2 separate regions of the Rattus norvegicus genome follow, and region 1 is linked to region 2. A link is a contact called in public Hi-C data. All regions are on one chromosome and are shown on one strand. The core of a region is the stretch at or near the end of the contact, and the rest is flanking DNA. Distances in the headings are between cores, read along the strand shown.

What was found. A called contact is a pair of places that touch in the nucleus more often than the background predicts.
Region 1: a contact with region 2 is called in a Hi-C map of liver, with 2.5 times the contacts expected there. The contact joins the enhancer-like site here to the promoter of Gtf3c1 in region 2. A contact is called at or near these places in 2 of 12 Hi-C or Micro-C datasets (both in liver).

The regions. Positions count from the first base shown.
Region 1 is chr1:189,735,261-189,738,876 of GRCr8, reverse strand. All of the region lies in intron 2 of Katnip (katanin interacting protein), which reads right to left. Among named protein-coding and RNA genes, the nearest start is that of Katnip, 36 kb to the right of the region's middle. Within about 2 kb of position 1,311, at least 3 of the 93 cell types and tissues checked have an H3K27ac peak or open chromatin away from gene starts, as enhancers often do. A contact at or near this core is called in liver, where this site is marked.
Region 2 is chr1:189,699,315-189,703,436 of GRCr8, reverse strand. It overlaps Gtf3c1 (general transcription factor IIIC subunit 1), which reads left to right and starts at 2,589. Exons shown (of 37, transcript NM_133541.2): 1 at 2,589-2,861. The coding sequence starts at 2,641. Katnip (katanin interacting protein) reads right to left here and starts at 2,387. Exons shown (of 28, transcript NM_001395755.1): 1 at 2,352-2,387. The coding sequence starts at 2,358.

The sequences.
Region 1 (3,616 bases), core at 62-2,561, 37 kb before region 2:
GATTGATTGATTGATTGACTGACTTTTTGAGACACATTTTCACTCTGTGGCCCAGGATGGCCTAGAACTCTCTATGTAGCCGAGGCTAGCCTTGAACTTCTACTTAGCTTCTCAAATTATAGGTATGTCACCATGCCCAGTTTTGTTTTGCTTTAGATGAAAATTATTTGTGTTTTTTTTAAATCAGCATATATTTGAACCTTTACAACAGGTTAAAAAGACATGAGCCAATAGCTACTCAAGATAGACAATGCTATAAACTGAGCCAAAACCACCACAAATGCTACACATATTTTGTGGGCCATTCAGCCAAGCACACACGCAAAGAAAGGTACAGAAGAATGCACGCCAGGTTTCAGTGGCAATTGTTACTCCAAGAGAGGTTAGGGGAAAATGGAAAAAAGAATTAGCATTTCAGCCTGGTTAACAGTAACTTTTTATCTATAAGCAAGCTAGTTTTGAGTGTTATTTAAATAACAAGTCAAATCACCTTCTCTCCTCCAAAACAGACAATCAAATAATAAGTGAATAGGATCGTGGCTCTTCAGTTCTAGATAGCCTCCAGAGAATCACTGCTGCTCCCTCTGCAGTGAGATGATGGAGGTGCCTGCAGTCTGCTGTGGGCCACCTTCCTAGCATTCCCCTGAAACTTTTCACACCTTTATCTGACTTGCCAGACCTTCTTTTCATCCCATTCTTTCCCATTCACCCTATCCAACATAACAGCTACCAGCCCCTTCCCAGTACCCTCCACTGCTGCCCCCAAACAGCCATCAGCTTGCTGGGGCTCCACAGTGGCTCACCTGGATCCCCTGCTCTAGCCCATGCTGCTCCCTCTACAGATCTTTTGTTTCCCAGAGATCCCAGTGGCTTATCACTTCCTCTAAGCTCAACAGGAACTTCCTCAAGTCCTGACCTAACAACTCTCACACTCTGTGCTGCCTCAACCTCAGCCCAGTTGTTTTTCTGATGTTCTTCGTATTTCATTTATTGCTCAGAGTCTGTCTCTAACCACGATGGCACATATTAAAGGTGAAGGAATAAACAGATGAATGATGACAGAGTCTTCACCATCAAGCCGTTCACCCTGTGTGCTATGTGTTCCTTCTCACAGGGGACTGCTTGTGGCCCCTGTGATCTTGCTTGCAGTTGACACTGATTCTGTTCCTCTTCTCCCCGTTTCTGCCAACTAAAGCTGCTTCAGTGCGATTCTTCCCGAAGCCCCTGTCTTACAGACTGAAGTCTTTCTTCCCTGGACCCTGAGCCTTTCTCCACCATTGCATGGTTAGGAAAGCCTAGGGCTCTGTGCTGGGTAAAGGATTTGCCAAGGGTTTTGTGTGCACAAGGTCACCAGATCATCCCAACTGTAGAGCAGCCATTGCTATCCTCCCTGTTTTCCAGCTGCAGAAGGTGAAGCACTGAGCCAGCAGCCAAGAAGGGGAGGAAGAGGTTGAGGTAGAGCCTAGCCTCGCTGACTCCATGGTCTCCATGAAACTCGAAGCTCTGAGACTTCTGCAAGGAAAAAGTGCCAAGCAAGCTCTCTAGACAAGAGTCAACCATGGCTCCCACTGAGCACAAAGGACAGACTGACATCACAGACCTCGGACACTGGCCAGCCCTCCCTGACACCACATCTAGCCTGAGGACCTTTCATTTGTCAAATAAAAACAAGCAGCTGGACTGTGGACTCAACCCTGTTTTGTTTGTCACAAGTCACAGTCTAAGATTCCTGGAAGCTGGTCAAGACCTGTGACCGTGCTGCTGGCTGCGGGTGGCCCAGGAGCCAATAATCCTAGGAAGCTTAGATTAGAAGGTCTAGGATATTCTCTCTTATCCTCTCTTCTTCCATCCATCCCTCCCTCCTTCCCCACTTCCCTCACTCATCACTATTTAGCCCACATCTTCCTGCCTGGGTGCTGATGGGATAGAGGCCTGACTACTCTCCTAAGGGGGTAAACAAATTTAGAAGTCATTGGATTTTCTGCCAGATGAACTAAGAAAGCAGGAAGGCTAAATTAGTCATGGTGGCTCCTTCCTATAATCACAGCACCTGGAATGATGAGGCAGGAGGATTAGATGAACTTCACTGGACCAGTGAAGTCTACCTGGCAAGACCTCTTCTGAAGAGACAAAGAAAAGAAAAAAATAAGAAATAAAGAAAGGAAGCCAGAGAACTGGCCTGCACCAAGCATGAAGACTGTTGAAGTAAGAGTGAACTATCAAAATAGAAGCTGAGAAGAGGACATCCCGGGAGCTTACAGACATCTGCTCATGACCCTCCCTACTCTTGGATTCTGAAAAGCACCCCCTCTTCAGAGCCTTGCATTGCAGTACACAGACCCCTTCTGCTGCCTCCAGATAGACTTTAAAAAAAAAAAATTCAAGTCCTGAGTAATGCAAGACTTTGCAGAGGTACTATAAGAAATAATAGCATTACATGGAAAACACTTACCTCAGTGCCTGGCTATGGTAAATAACACCCACCCTGTGGCTGCTAATATTATCATAATCAAGCCTCAAGGACATCCTATTACAGGAACTGAGCAGATTCATCATCTTACCCTGCCATCTAAATTACTCTTCCTGGGAAGGGTGGCATGCCATGGGACTTTGTCCTTGGTCCCATCTCAGGCCATAATTTTATCAATGGCTGTTAGAGGCTGTTTATAAAGTCTGAGGATGACATCTAGATGGGAGACAAATGGATGACGGAATCTAAGTTCAGGACAATTTTGACAGGGCAGAGATGGGCCATGGAAGGTTTGCTAGACTGCATTGGGAAGGGAAAGGTCCCAGACAAGGAAGCAGTGGGAGAGGAAGCACAACTGAAGGAAAGTTCACAAGAGTGAAGACGGAGTGTAAAGTCCGCAGTATGGGCTGGGGAGACGGCTTCATGCTGTGCAAGCCTAGAGGCCTGAGCTCTGGTCCCTAGCACAGATGTAAAAGGCAGGCACGGCCATGCAGGGCTGCAACCCCAGTGCTGGAACAGGCAGTCCTTGCAGCTCACTGTTTCCATAGCCTAGCCTAATGAGGAGTTGCAGGTTCAGTGAGAGACTGATGGTGAGCAATTGAGGAAGACACTGGACACTGACCTCTGATCTACACACACCCGCATACGTGTATTCAGAAAGCTAGCGATGTGCTGTAACTCCAAAAACTATTGGCACGACACAAACAATAAGTATACTAGGAACACTGGCCCTAAGCTACATGTGGTGGTGCATACCTATAACCCAAGCACTTGGGAGGTAAGGTGACACCCTGTCAACAAAGAAAGGGAGGACGAAGGAAACCAGAGGGATGTTTGCTCAGAACAAGAGAGGAAGATATGTACTAAAGTGTTTTAGTATTTCCTGTGCACCAAGCCCCAAGTTGAGCACTTGGCACCCACCACTATTTCAAGGAGCACTTTCATTAGCTTATAAAGTGCCTGTTATTATTTTTGTCCTCCTTTGACAGGTGAGGAGGTGAGGCATAACGAAGTGAAGAGACTTTGCCAAGTAGGCTGGAGCAAAAGAACATCTAAACCAGTCATCACTAGAGAGCACACAGTCCCGACAGTCTACACTAACTCCATAGCTGGGCTTTTTCATGGTTTCCGAGGCAGAGGAAGGTG
Region 2 (4,122 bases), core at 1,340-3,839:
CTATAGATCAAAGGGCAGACAGACAAATGGAATTTATTATATGAGTCCCAGGTTCACTAACCACATAATGATTAGTCTTCTAGAAACTGTCACTTGCTAAGTTCTGATGTACTGCCAAAATGTCTCCAGCTATCTGAAAAGGTGATGATATTAATTTTCCCATCCACTTATGTATGGGACTCTATCTGTTCAAAGTCATTGGCCAAAAGAGCATAATTCTTAGTAGAAGTTAGGATTCTAAAGCAGAGGAGTTCAGCTTCCTCCTTTTGGCTCTTTGAGGCAAGATCTCACTGTGTAGGTCAAACTGGCCTTGAAGTCATGATTCTGCCTCAGCCTCCAAGTGCTGGGATAACAGGCATGCAGACCCCGTGTGCATCTGGCTTAGATGATTCCTATTAAGTTAGACATGGAGAATAGGGAAAATATAAAATAAACCATGTATAGTTATCATGCCAATAATCTTAATTAATCAGGAGGCTGAGGCAAAAGGTTCAAAAATTCAAAGCTAGCCCAGGCAACTGACTGAGACTTTGTCTTAAAAGAGATAGGACAGCCACTTGGTACATAGCTCAGCTGTGGGGCAACTGCCTAGGACAGCACTTGGTATAGAGCTCAACTGTGGGGCAACTGCCTAGCACAACTGAGGTCATGAGTTTAATCCCTAGTCCTAAAAAAGTAAAAGGAAAGAAAGAGAGAAAGCCAATTAAATGGCATGATAGCATGTGATCCCTGCACCCAGGAGACTAAGAGGACTGGGAACTCAGATTCATCTTTGTCTATACAGCAAGTTTGAAACTAGACTGAGCTACCTAGACCCTGTCCCAAAACAAAACCAAGAAGGGAAAGAAAGGGAGAGAAGAATTATAAAACTATCCTTTTTTTTTCTAATTGGGGGAGGGGTATGCACAGCTATTTTCATTTCCAATATCTACATCCAGGAGTCAAAGTTTAACTGCTTCTTGTTTAAGACAGGCAGGCCCTCCCTATGTAGCTTAGCTTTGGTTGACCTGGAACTCACTTTGTAGAACAGGCCATCCCAGAACTCACAGAGATCTCCTAAGTACTGGGAAAAGAGACACCCACCACCACTACTGGCCTGATGTCAATTCTAAGTGAACTGTTGTTTTAAAATTTTGTATTTATGTGGCAACATCACAGATATAATACGTGCTTATATTGCTTGAAGGTCTTTTAAAGGAAAGGCTTAAAGGAGTCCGAGGCATTCAAGATTCAAGAACTACTGTTCTACAGCAGCACTATGTGGACTTTCCCACAGGGCAAACTGATAAAAACACTTTTTTTATAGCGTATCAAGTACAAAGGACAAAGGCATCCTTTAAGTATATGTAACACATTCAATGGTAACATGTCTTTCCATGCTGTGTCCACTGGCTTTTACAGGAATGCAGAAGTAAGTGGCAGTAATGAACTGTGAAACAGCAGGTTAGCATGGACCCTTGCAGTCTCCACAAACATCAGTGTTCCCATCTGAAAAGCTGGATATCACAATAGCTATTCCCAGGGTGCTTCTGAGTGCCCAAAGTGATTCTAACCAGGCTGCCTCTGGCCTTAGAACTAACTGGCTGTCACAGTTTGAAACTTGCTCCTAAAAACACTTGACTAGATCTGAGTAGCTGCTTCTGGACAGATTGGCAACTGGTTTTCAGTCACAGCCCACCAAACTTGCCCCTGTAGACATGTGCACTGGCAAGCTCTGGAATGAAAGGCTTCAGATTTCAAACCCCCATAATTCTACTTCAGACACAATGTCCAGGAGTCTTACTCATGCTGCCTCTTTATTAGCTATTTGACTTTGGGCAGGCAAGTTGCTTGTCTTCTCTTAACCTCAGCTCCCTCGCCTGTAAATTAAGTAACTATTCCAAAGGACTACTGTGAAACGTTTGCCCTTGTCAGTAGTTACAGAAACCCTAGCACTGAACAGTACTTAGTTAACGTGAATTATCAACAATACCAAAGCACATAAAAGTATTCCCAGCCGTTTCCCTCCACTCCTGATGCCAGTAGTTGACAAACCTACTCCCAGAGGACACGCTTACCTCCAACCAATTTCCACATACCCATTGCCCATCCCAGGACCCCCGCAATCCTCCTCAAGCCTCCCCAACGCCAATCCCTTTCCTCCCCCCTCCCTAGGTATGAGGGATTCCTACACAACCACTCCCAGTCAAGGTCCCAATCCCGCACCGCCCATCCCGTACCGCCAGAACCTTCCCCTCAAGCTGGACACTATCTTGGGCCCGGGTCCCTGTGGCTTTGAATTCCACCCCGAGACACCTCCGAAGGATGAGGGACAGCCGCCCAACCTCCCGGCGGGGCCCACGGACACTAACCGTCCATCCCTAGAGGCGGCGGTTCCGGCCTCCCGAACCGGAAGCGGCCCTGACACTGTTTGCAGTTCCCCTGGTTACTACGGGGTTCCGGACCAATGGAGAAGAAACTCATCTCATTGAGCCCGCCCTCGGGTAGCGTGACGTCACGGCGGAGCTCTGGGACTCCCTCTCAGCTCTGGGCAGCTGACCCGCCTTCCCTAGGCCTTGGGTCGCTGTACGCAGGCGCATTGGGTCCTGGCCTCGGCGGCGAGGTGCGCAGGCGCTCCGGGCGCTGCTAACTGAAGAGGCCATGGACGCGCTCGAGTCGTTGTTGGACGAGGTGGCCCTGGAGGGGCTCGACGGCCTGTGCCTGCCCGCGCTGTGGAGCCGCCTGGAATCCCGCTCGCCTGCCTTCCCTTTGCCGCTGGAACCCTACACGCAGGAGTTTCTGTGGCGGGCCTTAGTCACGCACCCGGGCATCAGTTTCTACGAGGAGCCGCGAGAGCGACCTGACCTGCAGCTCCAAGACCGGTCAGCTACCAGGGATGGGGCGGGGGCTGAGAGCCTGGAGGGGGACGGGATGGTGCGTGCGTTGCAAAGCGGGTATCGTGGGACGTGGGGGATGGGCGCGGGAGGCGAGCTAACCTGAGCTCTGCGCCCTAGCAGGCCCGAGTATGATGAGCTGGGGGAGGGGGCATCCGCTGTGACCTAACTGTTTCCCAGTGTGTTGAGAGAGTCTAAAGAGTTCCTTTAAGTTGGATGATAGGACGGGAGTAGGAAAGTGGTTGAAAAGTGGAACCAGGTGAGGTCCTTCAGGGGCCTCTAGGGAGCATTCGTTCTGAAAGCTAAGGCAACTAACTGGAGGTCTGCACAGCACCAAACATAGCAGTGAAATAGTAGCCGATGTGTATTGGGCACTTTCCATAAGTGGGTCCTGAGACCCAGTTCTGAAAGTGACAGAACTCAGTAGAGCAGTTCCGAGACTCTGAGCGAGACACTATTGTCTTTTCATTTTGCAGAGGAGAAAACTGACCACAGAGAGGTTAAGGCACAAGTACAGGATTCAGGGATTGCTAAATGCACGTTTTCCTTCTATCCGTCCCTGTTGAGGAATAGAACCCAGCTCCTTGAGTGCTCTAGACACGAGCACTACCACTTGAGAACACCCTTAGCCTCGGCCCGCCCCTTTACAGTGTTTTGTTACGGGCTGACAATATAGTCCATTGTGACTTCATACCCTCCTGCCTCTGCACCCTTGCACTTGTATTGCAGACATGCCCCACCGTGCCCTGCAAGTCGGAATTCTTAAGCTATATTATGAAGGTCAGAGGAGGTTTGTAGAGGTAATGATGAACTTACCTAGAGGTAAGTTTAGATTTAGGTGGCCACTTGGCAAAGAGTGCTCTGAACAGGCAACACCAAGTGGGATAGCTTAACAGGGGATAAGTAAACTGCATGCACCTGAAGTGTCAGCCGGAAACAGAGAATGGGGAGTGATTGTTGCCACTTAACGTGTGCTTATTGTGAGGTGTGACTGTATGAGATACTTACATGGTGCAGAAAGCTTTGCAATACCCTGAAAGAGGTGGGTATTCTGAAGAGAAAACGAGGCTCAGGGGTGAAGTGGTCATCAACTAAGAATCCAGGAAATTTAGGTCCAGGATCTACTCTACCTTTGACTAAATTTGTCCGAGAAAGAACCTGTGATTATCTAATGCCCTTGATGAAGCCATCCTTTACTATAAAGACAGAAGGAAGTCACTGGAGGGAGAGTGAGACTGGTGACAGTGAA